Linked DNA regions of Anas platyrhynchos: region 2 is linked to region 1. The links are chromatin contacts, called in public Hi-C maps. All regions are on one chromosome and are shown on one strand. Each heading gives the region's core, a stretch centred on a gene start, on an enhancer-like site or on the middle of the called end of the contact. The rest is flanking DNA. Distances are from core to core; before and after follow the strand shown.

What was found. A called contact is a pair of places that touch in the nucleus more often than the background predicts.
Region 2: a contact with region 1 is called in a Hi-C map of skeletal muscle, with 2.4 times the contacts expected there. The contact joins two enhancer-like sites. A contact is called at or near these places in 2 of 8 Hi-C or Micro-C datasets (skeletal muscle and subcutaneous adipose tissue).

What each region holds. Positions count from the first base shown.
Region 1 is chr20:7,004,557-7,010,536 of IASCAAS_PekinDuck_T2T, forward strand. The region is part of intron 14 of CUX1 (cut like homeobox 1); the gene reads right to left. Among named protein-coding and RNA genes, the nearest start is that of SH2B2, 43 kb to the left of the region's middle. Within about 2 kb of position 4,560, at least 1 of the 8 cell types and tissues checked has an H3K27ac peak or open chromatin away from gene starts, as enhancers often do.
Region 2 is chr20:7,306,726-7,312,908 of IASCAAS_PekinDuck_T2T, forward strand. All of the region lies in intron 1 of LOC139999134 (a long non-coding RNA gene), which reads left to right. All of the region lies in intron 2 of LOC119713293 (a long non-coding RNA gene), which reads right to left. Among named protein-coding and RNA genes, the nearest start is that of MYL10, 43 kb to the right of the region's middle. Within about 2 kb of position 3,241, at least 6 of the 8 cell types and tissues checked have an H3K27ac peak or open chromatin away from gene starts, as enhancers often do.

The DNA.
Region 1 (5,980 bases), core at 3,310-5,809:
CCTGTTTCTGGAAGCATGTAATAATCCCATAAACGCACTGCCCATGCCATTTAACTTAGGTCCTTCCTTCTTCCTTCTCTGCTTAGGATTTTCCATGATCCTCACAAGCACAACTGAACAGTTTATGAAAAAACATCTTAGGGTCTTGTCAACTCTTTCTCTGTAGCACCCCATAAGCCGTAAAAGCTTACGAACACTGTTCAGGTCCCAGTCTGCAGCCTCAAAGACCTGTGATCAAGGATGAGACTACAAAGGGAGAGTTTAGCAGAACTTCTGTCAGGGTGGAAGCAACACTTTTGGTTTTAAGCAGGGAGAATTGCTAAGGGTCTTGCAGATGACAAGTGAAACACCGTCCCAACACAGATGGCTGGTAAGAATTTTTCATTTATCCCTGATCTTGCTACAGAAGACAGCACACAATGGAAAAAAATGTGATGAATGCAAAACACCATCTGAATACTGCTTTTGAAGCTAATGATATTATTGACTTGCTTGAAATGCAAGACTATTTCAGCAGTACTTGCTGACTCTACACTTTTGAAGGATTTAGGGGGTCTGTAATTTTCCCTAGGAGAATATTATACACCTAACAGCAGACCACAGGTGCTAGCATTAATTTGCTATTACCATTAGTTGCATGCATCCTGGATTATCAGGCTGTATTCATGCCTATAATCTCCCTGCATGGATGCCGATACAGAACATGCTGCTTCTGTAACATGCACCAAGCCAGGAGAGGAAACAGGTAAGAGCTTCATGCCTGCATAGCATTTAAAATAGCTCAGCTCCATCACGATACTGAATGACGACATGCTCATTGAATAACTGATCACTGCCCTATAGTGTTATATATATGTATAAGTTCAGTGTCTGTGGAAATACCTGTAATTCACATCCAACCCATTGCTTCTGAAATCTAATCTGGCTCCTGACTAATTAGACTATTAGGTCTCTATTGTAAAGAACTGGTGACAGCAGCTAGGAAATTCGAGAGCATTCCTATCCGTGGAAGGTGTTGGCCTCAACACCAACACATCCTGTTGGCATTTATCAGTGTAACTCAAAATATCAGAGATTTGAAATTCCCTGTAGAAGCCTTTACACAACTCCAGGAACTCATCCAACCAAGCACAATCCTACAGTTCACTGACAAATATGCCCATAGTAAGAGCAACAGAATTTAGGATCCAAGAGCACTAGATTACAATTCAAGAAAGTTGATTTTAATTCCTGACGCTCCTGTAGTATCATCCCCATGACCTTACTGAATCTCTGTGCCAGTTTCACCATGTGAAGTTGGCTTGAAATTCCTATTTCCTACTCACTCTTCTGTGCAGTTCCTAAGACAATGGAGCATCAGACTGGTGTGTCCTGTAAGTGCTTCACTAATGCAAGTATTAATTCAAGGTTTATTCTTACGTTTGTTGTTTCCAGAGCTCTACAATTGCTACGGATGCAAAGTAAAAGACTGGGAGAAGTTTGCAAATGCAGCAAAATCCTTTATACCTATTTATATTCTGAAGTGAATTACTTCTTTGCCTGCTGAGGACTTTTTTGAAGTTTCTTCTACTGTGGCAGATAAATGCTCTTGCTGACTTCCCATCTGGTAGATATAAAGCTAGATTGTGCTGTAGCAACGTTCCTTGGAAAGTGAGGTTTGGGCTGAATCCCGAAAGAAAAGCATCACTGTAACAGGATTCCCAAGAGAATGGAAGACTAACATGTCCAAATCTGTCCCTCCCTCATGTAAAGCTTCTTTAAAGAAAAACTAGTATTACAGTACAGCTACATGGTCTGAGTATAAAGAGTCTTTGGTTTGGAAGAGCAATGGTTGAGAGAAGAATATAAAAGAGAAATAAAATAGTGTGGCCTGAAGAAGATGAAGAGGGGAAAGACTACCCATTATGTACAACACTTGAGCTGCAGAGCAGTCTGACCCTGTTCCCCTAGCAGAGCTCGTAACTCTTTTGCCACGTCCTGCAAATGATTTAAGAGTACTTCATGCACAAAAGTTAAGAAAGTTACTGTACAAAGGAACAGAACAGGCAAGTGGTTTGGTTTTCAGTGCTGCTCCAAACAGGTTTACGCCATCCCTTTAAAGGCCGAGAGACTCAGCAGAAGCACATCTGGGAGCAGGTCCAGATCACTCAGTGCTGTGAAGCTGGTGCTACCCAAAAGCTTATAGCACCTTGTTTATACGATTTTTATTTTGTATACAACTGTCAGCACCTAGTCTACATTAACGTATAGCTTGGTGTGGCTAAACACGCTGATCAATCATGACTTGTCACGCTTTCTCACAGCACGCCTGAGCAGGAGATCTCATGATAATGAGGAAGATGACACATGCCACCAGTGCTCCCGCACTCGTCTGCGTAAGTGAGAACAGCACATTTTGCTGTCAGGCCCAAGCGAACATATTTTCATAGGCATTCCTCCAACTTGTGTATAATTGCCTAGAAGTGGGAATTGGAATAGAGGCCTGTGTTTGGAGAACTCTGAGCAGTGAAAGAGGCTGCATCTGTAGCGAATTCAAGTCAATGAAATTCAGTGTAAATATGATTACTCGTTGGTTATAATTTTTAAATTTTATATTGTTTACTATAAACATTATTTTACTATTGTACATAATATTTCTGAGATATCTCATTAAACTATTCTTCTTCTGCTTCAGCAACTTCCCCGTGAAAAGCTGAGAAGGGCTAAAGCAGAAAATACCCGTTAAATGTTAGCAGTTTTCTGAAAACAAACAAGTTTAGCAAGCTGCTGTAAGAATAATTAGGAACATTACTGGCTCTGAGTGAAGGAGCAGAATGGCATTAAACCTGGTATCTTAACTGTACCTGTTTAATATTCATTAGAACAAATTTTGTGGAAAAAAGTCTGCTGAACTAATTAAGATTCCCAATACCAAGTACAGCTGAAAATATGTTTATTCAAATCCTTCTAATTCTCACATGCCATTCCAGCATTGTTTCTTTTTATTGGTGTCTCTAGGCCAAAACCTACTTCATCTGTTCAGATGTTGAGAAGGTTCCCTCTAATATGAAAAAGAAACTAAACAGACCAACATCTTATTTCGTTTCAGTGGGACTCAATGATTTAATCATAATAACAAAATAAATCTGTGGCAACGTCTGACTTCAGGGTTATCGGTTCTCTGTCCTTCATGGCTGTGCAAGCTTCCCAGAAATACCGCACACATCATGCCTATTTTCAGAGCTCAGTGACCCAAGACCTAGAAGAAAAATCCTCTTTTTGCTCTTATGCTGGAAAAATGTACAATAAAACCAGTGCAATTCTGACACCATCCAGCAGAGGACAGTTTGAAGCAATCTCTGCCAAGTGACCCAAACATAAGAAGCACAACACACACCTATATGGATATATATATACACGAGTGTGTGTCTGTGTGTATCTGTATATGCAAGTAAAAAAGACCAGTCTTGCTTATAGCAATGGGATTTATAAATATTCAACACAGCAGTGGACATCTCTAGATCAACGCCCACCCCAAAAGCAAGACTTGTGTTTAAAAGCACTTCTTACATCAGTATGTGAATATTGCTATTCCTCAGGGATGACTTAAAATTAGTCTGGAGCATTAGCATTGCTGTTAGTTAGAACCTCCCTGCTGTCAAAACTGTTCATTTTGTACAACTGCTCAGTACTAGCAGAAGCAGACACACACTGCTGAAGGAAAGTAGCACCCTGCCAAAGCAAATAAAATAAATACTTTATGAGTAGGGCTCCTGGGAGATCTCGTACCTGTAATTGTGGAACCAGTTGATCACGGTGCTGGTTTTCAAGTTGAGCTGCGTAGCCAGTTCCTCAATGGTTTTTGGTGATGGGTATGGCTTTTGCTGGTAGGCTCGTTTCAGAGCTTCCTTCTCTTCTGGTGCCAGCACCACCCGGGGCTTCTTCAGCTGATGCTGCGGCTGCGGGCTGGCCCCCTGGCTGTAGTCTATGCCAGCGGATGAGGACTCACAAGACTGACTGTCACTAACGGAGCTGTGTCGCCGTTTCATGTAAGCTGAAAGAGAAGTGCATCAGATCAGCCCCAGCTGAATACAAATGCAAAATCAATGAATATATGAGCTGTGGAATAAATGCGAAGATGACAGGCTGTAAATGCATGGATGGGCTATTCAGGGAAAACAGAAGGGAAGGGGCATCATCAGAGATCAGAGCAAAGCAAACACGGGGAGGATGCAAGAGACAAAAAAAGAAGAAGGGAAAGAAAAGGAGGTAAATTGACTGGAAACCTGTCAGAGTTTTCTGCTTTTTCTATGAATATGGGACGTGAGTAGCAGGGTTCAGTTAGCAGGACTGATTTTAAATTCACTCTTTCAAGGGTGGTGAACTGCCACATAAGCACCTGATTAGGACAGTTACCCTTCATTTAGGCTTAAATGGTTGTGCTTGTTAAACACTTAAGGTGTACGCTAAGGTCTCCCTGACACTTAAGGTCTCGGAATTAAAAATACGTCTCTGGAGGTTGAAGGCAGCCACAGCTCCATCTCCAACACACGATGGCGCCCAGAGCCCGGCCATCCCAGCACCGGGCTGAACAAACCCATCAGGCGTTTGATGCTTTTTCTTACAGATCTTCACTATTTCAGGTGACAGGTTATGAAAGAAAAAACAGCCCACAAAATCCTCCTTCCCTATCCAAGGCTCTTTCCCAAATGCCTGTACTTTGAGGACATCTCTCGCTGCACTACCGCAGCTCAGGGAGGCTGACGGCAGCAGCCTGCGATACCAGCGCTGACCTTCCTCCCCAGCAGGGACTGAATTATCCTGGCAAAATTCTGCGAGGAAAGAGTCCCAGCAAACGCTGTCACTGACGTGATTGATTTACACTGTGCGAAGGGAGGTGGGATTTACTGCACCTGGCAGTATCACGCACAAGCATTGCTAATGAGGGGGCTGAAAACAGCAAATATGGATGAATCTTGTCAATAAAATATTTAATAGCCTGTTAAATACCTTCTAGATTTTTAAGAGTTTAGGTATTCAAGAGCTGCAATTTGATAACCTTGCCTATTATGTTCCAGATTACACCAGCCTGACATCAATCAAGCAGGCACTAAATCTCCAGCAGCCAGGAGCTCTGATTGGAGCCAGGGAGCAATGTGGGGCAGGTCACACCGGCCAGCAACTGAATTCTTCAAAAAAATAAATTTCTCTCTCTCCACAGCTCTGCCTTTAGGCTGCGGGTGCACAAAGAAGAAAAATTCAATGCAATCAAACAAACTGCAATACTGAAAGCCTTGCTCATGCAAGCCAACTTCTTCTGGCAGAGCTCCCTACAGGTCTGGCCATGTCTTCTGTCTCCTGTGGGTTTCAGCATCCTGTCCTCTACGTCGTGTTATGTCCAGTGGGACCTTTTTACGCAGTGTCTTACTATTGTTGAACTGAATTTTGAACATGCTCTGTAACCTTTGGGGGGTATCTGCATGGCCCTCATTTTGTTTTTCCTGAATATGACAGATTACCTGTGGATTGCCTACTGTGTAAGATCACTGATATGGAACAGAGCGCGAGTTGCTCGTGATCCATCACTCTGCCACGATACAGTCCTGCATGTGTTTGAAATAACTATAAAAAGCAAAGTTTTAGCTTCCATTTAAAAAATAAATAAACTTCATTTAACAGATCACCTATTTAAGCTGTTCAAAGCAGATGTAGAACTGTGACGTGATTACAGGTAAACGAATTATTTCAAGGTGACCTATTGGCTTCATTTTTGCAGCATTCAAGGAATTGTTACAACATTCAACCACAGAATTAATTGTTCCAGTAATATAAGCTCACATTTATATAAAGCCTTTCATTTCAAAGACTCTTGGGTGTTATTTCAAACTTGCATTGATAAGCTGGCAATACACAAGGTTCCCTTGTCTATTTTGGCAAAACAACCAAGAGGGCTGGAAGACAACATCTACCCCTTCAGCAACGTGCAGCAACTTCAAGGAGT
Region 2 (6,183 bases), core at 1,991-4,490, 300 kb after region 1:
TAGGTACAAGATCAGTTTGTTCTAATTTTAAGATTGTATCATAAGAAACATTTAGCACATTGTGAAATAAATTCAAGGAGCATTTAATCACTGCAAGCCTCTCTGTCATGCCCATCTTTGTCATCCTTAACAAACTTAAAAACTGCAACTGGGCAATTCTCAGCTAATGTAAAAAGTAACATCTAATAGCTTTCAACTGCAAGTCAGACGGATAATCATCTCGTGGGGACATGCCTCAACATTTCCGTGCATTGAAGGTTGACAAAATGATATAGCTTCCGTAATTCTGAAACTCTTGGCAGCTAAGGAGAAGTGATTGAAAACTTTCGTTACACAGCCCTCAAGATCAAATGATTGTTTGATCAAACACTTATTTATAAAATACTTCGCTGTGTTTTACAGAAGATGAGGATGCTTATTTTGCTTCCAGCTAATTGCCCAGCTCATTTTCCAGTAATTTATAGACAGCGATGCCTCCAAAAGCCAACATTAGTCTTATTAGCTGCATGTGAATAACAAAGTTGAGACCATTTGACTGTTTTAATACTTCTTACTATTTCAGATATTCTCATACAGTTTCACTGATGCCTTGCAATAACAAGAAAGCAGATTTTCTTCATTACTGCACGCCTGAGAGACAAATGACTATCAAGAACACTTCATTATTTCTGTGGTTTGGAAGCTTTATATGTGCAGAGCACATATAGGGCAAACCACCTAGAGTTATTCTAACTTTTTTTTTTTCCCCTTTTAGTTGCTATTTTCTGTTTAAAATTTCAGTTACATTTTTGAGAAAACAGAAGTTCTTGTTTATGAGCGAGTGGCTGGAATTCGATCTCACACAAAGTGGGCAGAAGATATAAAGCAGTCTGCCTCAAGTATAGTTCCAGTGAAGTCAGCAGCGTCCCTGTGGGAGTGAATATCCACACGAAGTCTCCAGGTTGTTCTTGGTTCCCTGCCTCGCTCTGGCAGGGTCTCCAAGCAGGAAGCTCAGTGTAGGAGTTTATTCTGCCTCAGTTCTCCTATGAAATTACAATTCGTTTCTGTGTGCTAAACTCAAATGCAACCATTTCCCTTTTGCTTTTCATCATATACTTCTGATGCCACCTCTTACAATGCTTTTAGAAGCTCAGAAACCATTTTACTGAGTAAGAGAGCAGCTGCTGTGCTCTAGAAAAAACTCTGCTCCTTTATATACTGCTGAGCTTGGATGAAATTTTCTACTAAGCTCTGGAAGGACCTTTACCTAGAAACTTCCCAACATCATCTTACTTCATTGTTAAAGTCCTGTGCTGTATATAGCCCTGTAATTTTAGTCTCCCTGTGAGCAGGGGTTTGAACTATGGAGGTCCCTTCCAGAGTTCCCTTCCAAGCCACGTTTCGTGATTCTTTTCACTCTTCTGCAATAAAAGTCATTAGTGCCCTTATGTGGCTTAAGGAAACTTTCTGTCTCCACAGTGGCTTGAAAGAGCTTTAGCTCAACAAAAAGACGAGTCCTCATTTTAGATTCCTCACTTGGCTTTGTATTTCCAAAGGCTGAAGATAAAATTGAGGCTGGGGGTACCAGGCTTTTACCACAGCAGTGAGTGGATCCAACAGCATCTGCTCTGGTTAGAGGTGGAGAAGCAAGAAAGAGGATCCAGGGGACCTTCATCTGTGCTTTCGTCTACTGGATTCGGGCTGTTGGACTGGCTTTATTTTGCCCTGACTCCTGATCTTTCAGGAAAACAACACCAGAATTGTACCCAGCCTCACAGTTATTTGTTATGCACATCTAAGAAGATTGGTGGTTTTGTTTGCTCTTGGTTTTTCTCTTGCAGCTGGTAAAAATCAAAGGATAGTAAAAAGAAACTGCAAGCAGGCAATTGTGTCAGCCCCAAGTGTTCAAAATGGGGCAAACTGGATGTGGGGAGAGATGTAAAATGGGGGCAAATGTGATAATTTTAAGAGCAGTGTGAGAGAGGCAGAGAAACCCCTTGGGAGCAGGGGTAAAGTCATCATCACATTAAGTGAGTATTCTCTTGTGATTGTGCTCTGATGTGAAATAGAGTGAAAATGATGGGATTTTTTTTCCCTTTAATTTATTGGAAATGTGAACAGTTCAGTTTAGCTTTAACATATTTTGTATCTGCTTTATTGAGGGTGTGCTCTGAGCAGGGCTTTTTGGCTTTGTACTCCGTAGATTTTGCTTCTTGCCTCACTTGTGTTTTTTTTTGTTTGCTGAAAGTAGAGGCTTGGGTGAAAAGTAGCCATAACATTTCCGATACTGGAAACACACTAAATTCATTCCTTGTAAGCCAGGGATGATGAAACTCCACAGCTTCTCAGGGTCACTCAAGAGGTTCTGCTCATGAGAATTATATCCAAGCTTTTCTTCCAGCCCCTCCTGTGTGCCACCAGCCGGGCAGGCCACGAAGCCCAGAGCTCTTCCAGCAGCAAGCCCACTATTCCCTCATGCTGCCTTTCTGTCCTGCTGCCCATCGGAGGACGTTGCTGCCTGCAGATTAACATCTGAAATGGCTTCAGTCGTGAATAAGCAGCACATTGTGGTCAGCTGTGAGCCAGACTGCTGCATTCGTGAAGGATGAGGAAGGTGGGTGACTCACGTGGCTCAAGCAGATGGAAGGCGACCTCTGGGCCAGCCCTCGTCGTCCAGAGAAACGTAATCTCAGAGCTGAACAACTCGTAGTACGTCTGGGTCCAGTTCCGAGCTTTTTGGGCAGAAATCAGATGACATGCAGCTTACGGCCGAGTTTGTGTTTAATTAGATTAGCTCCAATCTGAAATGGAGCCGCTTTGGAGCGTGTGAACCAAAGCTAGATAAAGACTCCCACAAACCCCTGCAAACTGGAAATTTATAGGTCTCGCCCTGTATTTATTTGCTGTGGCTCAGTTCAGGGTGAAAGGTACAGCTCAGCTGCCACAGCTGGCCTTTTCTTTTTTTTTTCTGGTCCACGTTTCTTTCTGTAGCCCGCTCTACTTTGTTTGCCAGCAGATCGTCTGCAACCAGATTGGCTGGGGCTGGGATCGCTCTGCTCCGCTCCCTTAGCAAACACACGAGGTCTGAGAGGTGTCTGGCTGCGTGTAATGAAATGAGCTGACTGGCACTTTAGCGTTCCCCTGTGTAGGAGCGTCTTAGGAGTAAGACACTTAATTATTATTAACGTTCTAATTGGCCTGTGCGAGTGCAGATGTGCGTGCGTGGCTGCGCTGCCTGGCTCACCATCGGGGCAGGAGCTGCATCCCGTGCTCCCCGGCCCAACTCGCTCCCCCTGAACCCAGCAGAGCCTCGTGGCTGCTGCAGTCCCTATCTCCTAACCTTCTGCCGCTTCCAGTAGCAAAACCCCAAGCAGCCTAAATGTGAAGGGAGGGGGGGGGAAGAAAGTAACTATAATAAAGAAACATTAACAGGAAAAGAACATCTTGGTAAGGTCTACAGATAAGAACGGTAAGAATTGTTCTCGCCGAGTATTGTCTGCAGTACAACATGTCCTGTATGCTTTAGCTGCTGCTCCGTGCCAGCATATAGGGAGGACATTAGCTCTTAATGGGAAACATTAGGTGTTTAAATCAAGAACATTTTTCCACAACGCCAAATTCTGTCAGGTGACTGCTGAAAGCCTCGGTTGAGGCTCTGCTCCCCGGAGTTACTTCTTTGTTAGAGGCTTGCCACCTAGTGCTGTACTTCGGTACTGCTCTTCCCTTCCTTTTGCCCGGACTTGGTGCTGGAAAAGCTGATTTAAATTTTTTTTTATTTAACAGGAGTGGCAGTTGCTACATGCATGGACTGCTTGGCTTTTAGCTTCTGCAAAGAGCTCTGTTTGCTCGGAGACGAGCAGCAGTACTTGTTGTTCCAGGGGAAGGTGCAGCTTGTGCACACAAAGTACATAGGAACAGGGGAGTTATTGCAGGGCTGTCCCTTTACCCTGCTTTGGCAGCGAAGCAGCCTGAAAATGGATGGCTACAATTTATAGCAGGGTGCTGCCTTAGTGTGAAACTGCAAATGACGGTCAGTTCTGCAGGGTACAAAGATTTTTTTGATGCTTCCACGATCGTCTGGCGGAGAACAAACACTATTCTTATAAGCTCACACTTTGGAAAAGCATAAAAGAAACTGGCAATTTAAAATAGCTTCCTTTGTGCTCAGACCATCTCTCTGAAAGACATAATCTGACCATTCAACTGTATTTACAGCTCTCCCCTTCTGGTGAGTTATAATAAAAACAGAAGCAAGATCCTTAGCTTCCTGTATCTGCACTTAATTTAGCATTAACACTAAAACCATCCTACTCTTTTATACTGCAGGAATGGTTTCTACTGCCTTTATCCTTGTTAAGAACAGCATCTCACACTACGGATTGTTTTTACAGAAATCAGTAAGACTTAACTATTCTTACAGTAAAGCTCATGGTGCCACAATCTGACCTGGGGTTATTTTGCTAATGGAGATCTCTCTGCTTTGGCAGTGCTGGATTTCTCCCTACATATTACAAAAAATACTTGATCTCAGACTCTGAAAGGTGCTGAGCAGCTGCGGTTCCCACCAGGGCTGGTGACTGTAGAATACGTTCCACATCAGCCCAGGCTCTGCTCATCATGTTTATTTGACAGGCAATAACCTTTTTATTGAACCCAGCACATTACGCTGATGATCCACCCTTCAGCAAATATGATTGTAATAATCACTCGGTATTTATTTAACAGCCAATTGCTGTCTTTTGGGAAAGAGTCGATTTACATAGTTCCAAATTACAATTAATATATTTTGTAATGGTTATTTAATAAAGGCCAATGTAGGGGAGTTGCCTACCGGTGAGAGGTGAGGCTGGGAGACCAGGCATTGGTGTGCAGCCTTGATTCTGCCACTGCCTTGCTTAATGACCTTGGGCAAATCACTTAGCCGCTACATCCTTTTATTTATTCGCTTGTAAAACTGGTATAATAATACCCTGGTGCCACGAAGCTTAATTACTGTTTGTAAAGGATTTTGACCTCTCAAGCAAGGAACTGTGTGAGTTATACTATAGCTAGCCTGCTGACCCCGAGTGAGGGAAACGTCTGCAGCTGTTTATCTAGAGGAATGCCTAGATAGAAATACATTTTAGGCCGGTGAAGTATCTTTCATTGAAGATAAAAGAACACCTTCCTCCTACGCACGCCACCAAATATCTGAGCTTCCTATTGCTCTTAAGTACAAAGTCCAGTTTTCTCTGTATGTATGTATTCAGGAGCCTGGCCAGCTCCCTGGCTATTGATTGCATGGCCAATTGATGAGGCATGGAGGGATTTCTTTCCTACTGCCTAACTTGGGCTTTCCTCCTGTTGCAGTATCAGACTCCGACTCCTTGTCCTCTTTCTTCCCTCCCTCTCTCCCACTCCTCCTTAGAAAATTTAAAGCTCTTCAGAAAGAAGACTAGGTTTGTAATAAGTTACTTTAATTGGATTTTTTTTTTGTATTGGTATGCACAGGTTATCTTTAAATGATTTACTGATGTACTGCCAAGCACTGCTCATTTAACCTCCTTCCTGCTCTCTTTGTATATGGATTCCTCTAATGATACTGGCAAACAATCTTTTAGAGAGTGTGCAACACATTTCTGCAATGAAAATCCCAAACGGAAAGCTAGAAGACACTGCCATTTCGGAGGCGGCGTGCCCTGCTCTCGTCGGTTTTGGCACCCGCTTGCAGACAGCCTTGGTGGGCACCCAGTGCCTGGAGGGTGGGGTGCTTCCCCACCCCATTCCTGGGAGGGTAGAGGGGAGCCTGCTTTTTTTTTTTTTCTTTTTCTTTTCTGCTGCTGCTGCTTTTTTTTTTTTCTTTTTTTTTTTTCTTTTTTCTTTTTTTTTTCTTCCCTGTGATCGTTGAGCCACTCCGACGTGAATTTATGTGTGTAATCATCTGTGTTGTAATTGGCAGCCTGGCATATGAGTCACTAACCAAATTAACTGAAGTTTCCTTTGGGGAAAAATGTAATCAGTTACTACACTGAGATACATTGCACCAAATTAACTCTTACTGTTTGCTGGGTTCGGAGCTAGCGGGCTGATGGTTTCCTTCCCCAAAACAAAGGGCAACCGCTGTGGGAGGGACCGACAGCGGAGAGGGGGAAAAAGCCCAAAGGGTGGAGGTATCTGTCTTGACAGCTCCTGGAAAGTCATTGGCAGTATTGTCTGCCTAAAGAG